3 separate regions of the Mus musculus genome follow, and regions 1 and 3 are each linked to region 2. Evidence: chromatin contacts called from public Hi-C and promoter capture Hi-C data. All regions are on one chromosome and are shown on one strand. The core of a region is the stretch at or near the end of the contact, and the rest is flanking DNA. Distances in the headings are between cores, read along the strand shown. Region 1 holds the start of Mrpl40 (mitochondrial ribosomal protein L40). Region 2 holds the start of Klhl24 (kelch-like 24). Region 3 has its middle 130 kb from the start of Hira.

Evidence for each region. Promoter capture Hi-C pulls out the DNA fragments that hold promoters and counts their contacts. A called contact is a pair of places that touch in the nucleus more often than the background predicts.
Region 1: a contact with region 2 is called in a promoter capture Hi-C map of pre-B cells. The contact joins the promoter of Mrpl40 here to the promoter of Klhl24 in region 2. A contact is called at or near these places in 6 of 39 promoter capture datasets (the C10 cell line, the HPC-7 cell line, cranial neural crest and 3 more), 2 of 484 Hi-C or Micro-C datasets (B cells and cardiomyocytes) and 8 of 115 datasets of contacts at active chromatin or transcription factors (astrocytes, embryonic forebrain, embryonic stem cells and 5 more).
Region 3: a contact with region 2 is called in a Hi-C map of B cells, with 8 read pairs. The contact joins the enhancer-like site here to the promoter of Klhl24 in region 2. A contact is called at or near these places in 2 of 39 promoter capture datasets (pre-B cells and stem cell-derived epiblast-like cells), 1 of 484 Hi-C or Micro-C datasets (B cells) and 2 of 115 datasets of contacts at active chromatin or transcription factors (embryonic stem cells and pro-B cells).

Annotation. Positions count from the first base shown.
Region 1 is chr16:18,875,299-18,878,413 of GRCm38.p6, reverse strand. It overlaps Mrpl40 (mitochondrial ribosomal protein L40), which reads left to right and starts at 1,777. Exons shown (of 4, transcript NM_010922.2): 1 at 1,777-1,943; 2 at 3,007-3,090. The coding sequence starts at 1,891. Hira (histone cell cycle regulator) reads right to left here and starts at 1,664. Exons shown (of 25, transcript NM_010435.2): 1 at 895-1,664. The coding sequence starts at 931.
Region 2 is chr16:20,096,205-20,099,027 of GRCm38.p6, reverse strand. Klhl24 (kelch-like 24) reads right to left here and starts at 1,474. Exons shown (of 8, transcript NM_029436.3): 1 at 1,357-1,474.
Region 3 is chr16:19,006,676-19,009,613 of GRCm38.p6, reverse strand. No RefSeq gene overlaps it. Among named protein-coding and RNA genes, the nearest start is that of Hira, 130 kb to the right of the region's middle. Within about 2 kb of position 1,658, at least 27 of the 459 cell types and tissues checked have an H3K27ac peak or open chromatin away from gene starts, as enhancers often do. A contact at or near this core is called in B cells and pro-B cells, where this site is marked.

The DNA.
Region 1 (3,115 bases), core at 528-3,027, 1.2 Mb after region 2:
ACACACAAAAACACACACACAACTGTAGCTCCCTCTAGATGCAATACAAAGTAGAAAGGAGGAAAGACCCTTCCTCTTTCAGCAGAGCTTGGCTGCTTCCTCGTGCTTCCTTCGGGTCCTTCCAGAGACTCAAGTACTAGCTGGGGGGAAAGGCTCTAGCTCTTCCTCACTCGCTCGGCAGAGAGCAAACAACCTCCTGCAGTAGTTCTCGACAAAACTGGATGCCACCGGCTGCTTTCTCCACCAGGGTGTAGGAATCTGCTATTTGAAGTCACTATCACGGATCCAAAGTCGCTTGTCTCCTGTGCACCACTGGCCCCAATCTTAGTCATCTGAAGCCCCAATCCTTACATTAAACGTGGTTCTTTCGTGGTCCTCCGTAGGACCTGAGCCCAGGCCCTTCCCATTCCAGGATCGCAATAGCCCGAGTGGGGGCACTGTCACAAACTCCAGGCCTCAGAAAGGGCAATACAGCCAGTAAGTATCTCATGCAGATTCACCGAGCCGCTGAAAGGCCACAAGGGGGATGTCGCCCCAGTTTCATACTCACAACCATCTGAGCACATACTGGATGGTGAAGCCGGATGGCAGCACCAGGTCGGTACCCAAGCCGGCTCACCAGAGCCAGGCATCCCAGATTAAGGGTGGGCGGCGCAGGACACAGCGCCATTGCCTGAGGCAAAGGCGGACTTCGCTGCAACCAGCCCGAAGCACGTGCCCGGGCTCGCCGGTGTCCCAGAGCCGGGGACAAAGTCTGCTCCTGCCCGTTCTGCAGCTCCAGCACCCGGCACCAGCGTCTGGACAAGGTGGGCAGGACTTGAGCACCGCCGCAAGCCAATCCCAGACCCCACCCCGATGCAGGTTCGGCCGCCCACGACTCCTGCGTGCACTCACCATTGTGGTTGACCCAGGTTGGCTTCAAGAGCTTCATTGTTCGGCCGCTGCCGGGCTGAAGCCAGAGCCGTGTCCCTCAGCACGCCTGGGCCATGGAGCTGCCGCAGCTTCCTCCCGCGCCGCCCGCCCTCCGGCCGCCGCCCACCCTTGCCCTCAGCGCCGCCGCGCCATCGCCGGCCCGTGCCCCCAGCCGCCGCCACAGCCGCCTCCTGCGCTCGGCCGCCGCCGCCGCCGCCACAGCCGCATCCCCTGCGCCGCTCCTCCTCCGGCGGCTCCCGGGCAACGCCGGAAGTCACGGCGCGCACCTGCCAAATCGCCCCGGCGGGAAACCGCTCCCTACGCGGACCGGGCCGCCTCGGTTCTTCGGTAGACAGGGGGGGGAGGACGGGGATACTCCGCTGCCACTGATGTGGTCGCCGATGAGGGTCGGTGTGAGCAGGCTGGCAAAGCCTTGAGATCCCGCCCGGCGATGCAGAACCAGGGTGGTGTGCAGATCTCTAGTTCTACCTCCGCGGCTCCGAGTCCAGCTTAGTAACTAGCTTCCGCCATCCATCAATTCGCGCTATTGGGCATCTCGCGAGCGCCAGCCGGGCGGGCGCCAGCATGCATCTAGCGGCAGACGGCAGCGGGCCCTGAGCTCGATTGCATGCATAAAAGAACTAGGCTGGTGAAGGATAGGGGGCCAGACGGGCGCATTTATTAGAAGAGCGGGGCGTTTTCATAGATGTAAACACATAGGCCAGGCGGAGCAGAGAGCAGGAAAACACCGCAGCATCCACAGAAGGCGGGACGCCCGCAAAAGGGCGCGGCGAAGCCACCGTTGCTTGCCCGGGGCGGGGCTGCGTCGGGGGCGGGGCCAGCTGCGGGCCCGCCTCTCGGAATCCCAGACCCGCGAGTTCCGGGCCGAGGCCTGCCAGACCCGACCGGGTACCTCAGGTCGGACCGCCCAGGGGCGTGCTCCCGGAAGCTGCCCGCCAGCGGGTGGCGTGAAAAACTATGGCTACCGGGGTGATGCTGTGTGCTGCGCGGGCTCTGCGGCCTCGGAGCTGGTGAGTGTAGCCGCGGGTGGCAGAATACCCAGGGCGCGTGCGCGGGCTTTGCCCCGTAGCTGCTCGCTAGTGCTCGCAGATTATTTCTGGGCATGAGCCTACCGCATCTGTTGCGGATGAAAATCCGAACTGGAAGTGTACTCACTTAACAGGCTATTTGCCTAACAAGTGTGAAGCCTAAGTCGTGCTTAAGTGGTGGCCTACTCCTGCAACCCCAGCACTATGGAGGTGGAGGCTAGGTCAGAAAGTCAAGGTCGTAACAGCTGCATACAAACCTGGCTATATTACACCCCATTTTTAAAAAGAAGAAAAAGACGCCGGGCGTGGTGGAGCACGCCTTTAAACCCAGCACTTGGGAGGCAAAGGCAGGCGGATTTCTGAGTTCGAGGTCAGCCCAGTCTACAAAGGGAGTTCCAGGACAGCCAGGGCTTTACAGAGAAACTCTGTCTCAAAAAAACCCAAAAAAAAAAAAAAAAAAAAAAAAAGGAAGAAGAGCAATGTGTTTTTAAAAATCCAAGGATATGTTTTATAGAAGGGACGTATAGTACAGTGGGAGGGGGTACTTTACTCAGTGGTCCACACTGAAGCATCCCTCCTTCCTTCCTCGAGGTACCAGTCATATACTAGACAGGTCTAGTATAGAATAGAGTTTATTTGTGGGTATGGGAAGGGGAATTGAGAAGAGAGTAGAGGCAGAGAAAGAGAGGGGACAGAGAAGGGGAGAGAGAGAGAGACAGAAAGAAACAGAGAGACGGAAGAAGAAGGAGAAGAAGAAGAAGATCCTGCCAGAGCAAGTAAAGGCTCTGCCCCAGTGAGAAACAGAGTTCTGTAAATTCCTCACTTTGACCTTGCTGGCCTAATACAAATGAACTAGACATGGTGGAGCAGCTGAGGCAAGAAAATTGTCTCAAGTTGCAAGATAGCCCGAATTAGGGAGACTTTTGTCTGAAAAAAATACAAAATAGATACTTACAAACATCCTCCGGGTTTTAGGAAGACCTATAGTTATGTGTATGTGCCTTCTCTTTCCCCAGATCTTTATACATACCCTTCTCTCCTTCAGGATCCCTGGAACCTGCCAGGCACACGTCAGACACACCCACCAGAGAGCTTCCTTACTGGCCTTCTGGGATCTCATCCCCATGAGGTAAAATCCAGCATAACCCTTAGCT
Region 2 (2,823 bases), core at 225-2,724:
GTGGGTGGGTACATGCTGGTCAAACACCCACACAGAATAAATCTTTAAAAAGTATATTAAGGCTGCTTTATTAAGTATATTATACCTGCTTTACTGAAGAAACTCAACTTTTCTGAGATAAAATGACAAAACCTAGCTGCACCATAAGTTTAAGAGATTTGGAAAACCACCTTTAATATCCTCCGTCTGGAAATGACTGGGCTTTCGGTTATCTTAATGTACAGTTTTCCAAACACACCTTCAACTCACTTATCAGAAACTTCTCAATTACCTGGGAGATTAATACACGAAATTGTGTGCCCCAAAAAGGGAAAACTAAGAAAGCTCATTCAAAAATCCAAAACCAAAAAACTTTTAGGTGAATAACCTCAAAATATCTTTTTTTTTAAAGGTAAAAGCCACCGTTTATATTTTTAGTGGCAAGGGATACATATTAAATCCTAATAAAGAAAAACAAAACACCAAACCATTATCAACCATCAACCATCTGGTGGTTGTGCCAGGTGTCAGCTGAGAACACTAACAGAAAAAAAAATTGACATGATTAAAATCCGCTAGAGCTGATATTGAAGCTTCTCAAATGTGGCCTTGTGGGTCATCCTTTACTACCTAAGGCTGGACAGAGCAGGCAAGGGCAACTTCGCAGAGCTGCGCGCTGTCCTACGCCAGGAGCTACGGGTTAGCCCCCACCCCCTGGCCTCTGCAGGGCACGCCCCCTTCCTACCCACCGCCCCGCTGCTCCCCTCCCTCGGCGCCCGCGTCCTCCAGGTCACCTTCAGGCGAGGGCGGGACTGCCTGGCACGGGCCACCCACCTACCACCCCCTGCCAATAAAAATTCGGAACTCGCCGGCCCGGCCCGCCTGCAGCGCCCAATCCCGGCCGCCCGAACGATCTTCGCCTCGGGTGCCCAGGGCTTGGGGGCGGGAACATTGGGAACTAAATTAAGAAGCAGAGGGCCCTGAGAAGGAAGCGGGCAGCCGGGTGGGGGCTCCCCCGGGACGGCCCGAGGCCGCGCTCCCGGTAAACAAAGGCTTCGCGGGGGCGGGTAACGGTCAGGTGACCACGCCCCGCATGTTTCGCAACTGTGCTGCTGGCTGCTATGGCCCCAGCACCCCGATCCTTATCCGTGCTAGGCGACAGCACTCACGGTCACCCCACGGAAACTCCAGGTCCGAGGCCGAAACACTCCGGCCGCTTCCACCCTAAGTGTATTGCTGCCGCGGGGCTCGTCCCTGCCCTGTCCCCACGCCCGAGGCCGCATCGGGCTTCTGGCAGCCAGGGACCTCGCCTCCCTCCCGCCGGTGCCGGGGATCAGCGCCGCGGTCGCATGCCGCTTGGAGCGGCCACCCTGGTACCTCTCGGCGCAGGCTGGAAGCGGCACGAGCGGCGACCCCCGTCCCTGCTGCGCCGGCGTCTCCTCGAGCCACCGCCAGTCTCTGCCACTGCTCACAACAAAGGAAACATGTGACCGTCGAGCCAAAACACTTAGCGTCACCCACCCTTGGCCAATGGGGGGGAGGCATCCGCCTTCCCGGAGCATTCTGGGAGACGTAGTTTTTACTGCCGGTGGGCTCTCAGGCCATCTGGGTTCCGCTAGAGGGCGGAAACCCAACCCCGGGCTGCTAATTCCAAACATTTATTTAAGGTAGAATAAGATTAAAGGAATGCATCTTGATCAAGACAGAAGTGGTATGTTGATTGTTTTCAAAGAGCCCTTTACATCCCAAAGCCAAAGCACAAGACCAGGACTTAGCCAACCTTAGAGCTTGGAATAAGGCTTGTTTTAATTACCATGTTCTAACACACTTGGGAAATCAGAGGGCCTGAGAGGTGGAGTGTACTAGAAGCCTGGTCATAATTGCAGAGGACGCTTTCTTTGTAAATCTGTCAAGGTCGCTATCAGAGCCTCAGTTACTTTTTAAATTTAATTTAATTTTTGTCTTAATCAGATGCAGGAGTTGAACAAAAATTGTAACAAACCTTTATTTTCCGAGGCACATGGAATCTTCTTCAAGATGTTTTGTTTCTAGGAGATTCCTTTTCAAGGATGGCCGTCCTCTGCTCTTGAAAATGTTTGGATAGTTCTGGCTTCTGACAAAAGTTACGTACTTCTTCCTTCTGCACTTCATTAAGACAGCCTTGCCTCCGTTAAAATTAGATGTGTTGCCACAAGGTAGAGAGAGAGGAGCAGAGTTGACAGGCAGGCCATTTGATAAGCTTTTAGGTCTCCTTTTCATGTTCTATTAACTTAAAAAAAGCCTACTGAGTACTTCCTGGGGCGCGGGGGTGGGGGGTGGAGTGGGGGGGACCTTTCTTTGACTTTTCTAAGATTTATGGCTAGGCCTGCAGTAAAACTGCTTGCCACTCTGGCTTGACCAGTTGGTGCTATCAGCTTAGAGAGTCCTTTCTTTGGTTTTCTCTTGTCAAAGCAAGAAGATTTATTTTCATATTCTCTCCTTCCTTCCCTCGTCCTTTTCCCCTCCTCCCCTCTTTTCCTCCTCCTTCCTTCTCTTCCCCTCTCTTCTCCACAAATTGATTTAAACAAGATACATAACTTGAAGGAAAACTATCTAGAATTCTTTTTAAATTGTCTATTATTATTATTATTATTATTATTATTATTATTATTAATTCTTTGTGTGTGTCTGTATTGGCTATCTGAGTGCTGGTAAAGATCAGAGTCATTGGGTCCCCCTGGAGCTGCAGGTGCTGGGAGCTGAAATCCAGATAGAGCAATAAGTGCTCTTAGCCATTAAGTCATTTCTTCAGCTCTATTTATTTAAAAATTTAAAATTTAAATATGTTTTGTCTGCGTCTGTGTA
Region 3 (2,938 bases), core at 409-2,908, 1.1 Mb after region 2:
CAATGTGGCCGTTGGAAGAGGAATGTGGGGATGAAGGTGGCAGGGTGGTTCAGAACAGCAGTGGTTCAGCTTCTCTTAGTTTAGTTTTAGACTATAATATTACACTCACAGAACTGGATAAAGAAGTGGGAAGTGAACAAAAAATAATGGTGGCTATCTTCATGATGCTTAGAGAACAGATACCAAATGAAGACATAGGTGAAAGTCTCCTAAAATTTCTTAGACCATGCAAACTGTAGGTAAACAAAGACAATGGATAATTTTCCACATCTCTCTGATAATCAATCAAGCCAATGAATGTTGATTTAAGGATTAAGACTTAGATGGATGGTTTTCTGTCTTGTTTTCAATGTAACACCAAATACAGAGTTCTTCTAGTAAATATGTGAACAGACAGGAAATACATGTTTGTCTAGTGTTAACTGACCTAGAGCAAAAAGACTAAAAGATATAAAATTTCTTTCCCATAGTTTGCCAAAAATATGATGTTATATTTTAATGTAGATAAAAATTAAAAACCAATATAACCTAAATTTCTGCTCCACAGATATCCACAGTGGTTAGCCATAGATGCAGACAATAAGTATAGGCACAGACAAAGGCATACATACACACCTCATATCCATATTCATGAAATTATGTATATGTATACGTATTTATGTGAGACAGATATTGATATATAGTTGATCTTGAATCTGTATGTTTGGATCACCCTCCTGTCTCAGCCTCTCAAGTCCTGGAATTATATTAATAAACCCATGTACCTAGCTCACATCTCACCTTTCAACCTCTTCAAAGTAACACAGTATCCATGCTTTTACAGATGCATTGTCAGCTTTTCTCAAAAAGAGAATAATGATTATTAAATAACCCCATGCTTTTGTTTTATAATTAAACATATTCTTTGAAAAGCTAGAAAACATGTAGAAACAAACTTCAGGGCTGGAGAGATGGCTCAGTAGATAAGAGGATGGGCTGCTCTTTCAGGAGACCTGGATTCAATTCACAGTACCTACATAATAACTCACAAATATAGCTCCAGTTCAGGTGATCCAATGCCTTCTTCTGGACTCTTTGGGCAACACACATGCATATGATACAGACATACTTGTTAACAAAACATCTGTATACATAAAGTTAATTTTTTAATAAAAAATCTAGTTTATCCTAGAAAACACCCTGAAAGTGTGTTGGTGTGGCTCTTTCTAGACTATTCTCTGTAAGAAATAATGTCATTAAACAAAGATGAGATATTGTCCTTCTCACATGCCCATGGGTCCCTCTTCACTGCTGTAGACATCCATCCAGCTCCTTCTCCAAGGCAACTTAGACCCTGTGAAAGTGTATATAATTTTCTTCTTAAAAGTGTACCCTGAGTGGCCAGTGAGATGGCTCAGCAGACTAAACATTCCTTTTAATCCACTTCCTGAGACTCAATGATGAAATAAACTCTAACAAGTCGGTCTTTGGCCCCCACATGATTACTGTGACATACAAGTGGCCCCCAATTTTTCAAACACAAACGCACACACACGAAACAAAATAATAAAAATTTAAAAAGTAAACTCTAGCTTTGAGTCTCCATGTCACTTAGGCCATGTGACATCACCATGATGAAGTCCTGAAAGCAGAATTTCTGGTCATGAGGAGGAAGTCCCAATCTGTGGACACAGGAGATAAAGTTATGAAGGACTGAAATCATGTGTCATTTTCATAGAATTTCAAGTAACTGGGGTTTTTGTGCTTGTTCACTCAGTTATTCATTTCTTTCCAGGTTAGGAAATAGAGATAGAACTCCATAGTTCTGATCCAGTCAACTCCTCTCTGGTACCCTGCTAACATGCAAAGTGACAAGTGGTTGATTCTAAAACTTCATTTGCCCTGCACTTCCAAGATTTTAATATTAAAGGCTGAGCTTGGAATATGAGGATGAAGCCAGATAGAAGGCAGCATCAGGCCTTAGGACTATTGCTTGGATTTTGAAAGGATGTAATGTAGACTTGATAGTCCTACCTATGAGAGACACATTCAACTACAATCAAAATGGCCTTTTCCTTCTCGAGGGCCACACCTGGTTCTGTTTGTCATGCTTTGCTTACCATCAGCTTGGTTTCACTTCTGTTTATTTCTCTCTTTTTGTGACCTTGAGTTTTTGTTTCAGTCAACACAGAACTAACTTTAGCTTGGGGATTTCCAAAGTGGCCAACAGAAATCTTGTTGAGTAAAGCTAGAAAAAGCAAATAGGTCTACCCCTACACACACACACACACACACACACACACACACACACACACTTTGTCCTATCTCTCATTTTATCCTCTGCAACTGAGGCATTTCTATCTTACCAGGCCTAGATCCTACCTCCACAATCAACCCTACCCTATAACAATTCTATGATTTCCAAGATATATGAGATCTGGGGATCTTTCTGACATCCTCATTGGGAAAACTGGGAGGGTGGTGCTCAAAGAAGGAATGTTAATAGTTAAAGGTCATAAAAAAAAATCAGAGAACAGGTCTAGGCAGTGTCCTAGGTGATTATAATAGTGGCTGGGATTAGTAAGGGGCCCCATATGTCAAGCACAATGCAGATAACATCTCTTTCAATCTCCAAATCCATCCTCTGGGACTTATTCTTAATCAAAACCTCATACAGAAGAGGCAACAGATTTAACAATAGAAAGTGAGTAGCTTAGATAGGGTCAAGAGCTGATGAACTTGGAGCAGTATATATCTCTGGATGTCCACCAACACCTTCTACAGAAATAACGGTCCTCCAGACTGTCCTGAACTCTCTGCTGATGACCTTCCACACATTTGACAATTTATTTAGTTTACTACAAGCCATACTACCTGTAGCTCAGACCCTATGAACATCTGATCTTGTAGCTATTTAATTTCTACACCCTTGAAATGACATAAGGCTCTTCATGGTATT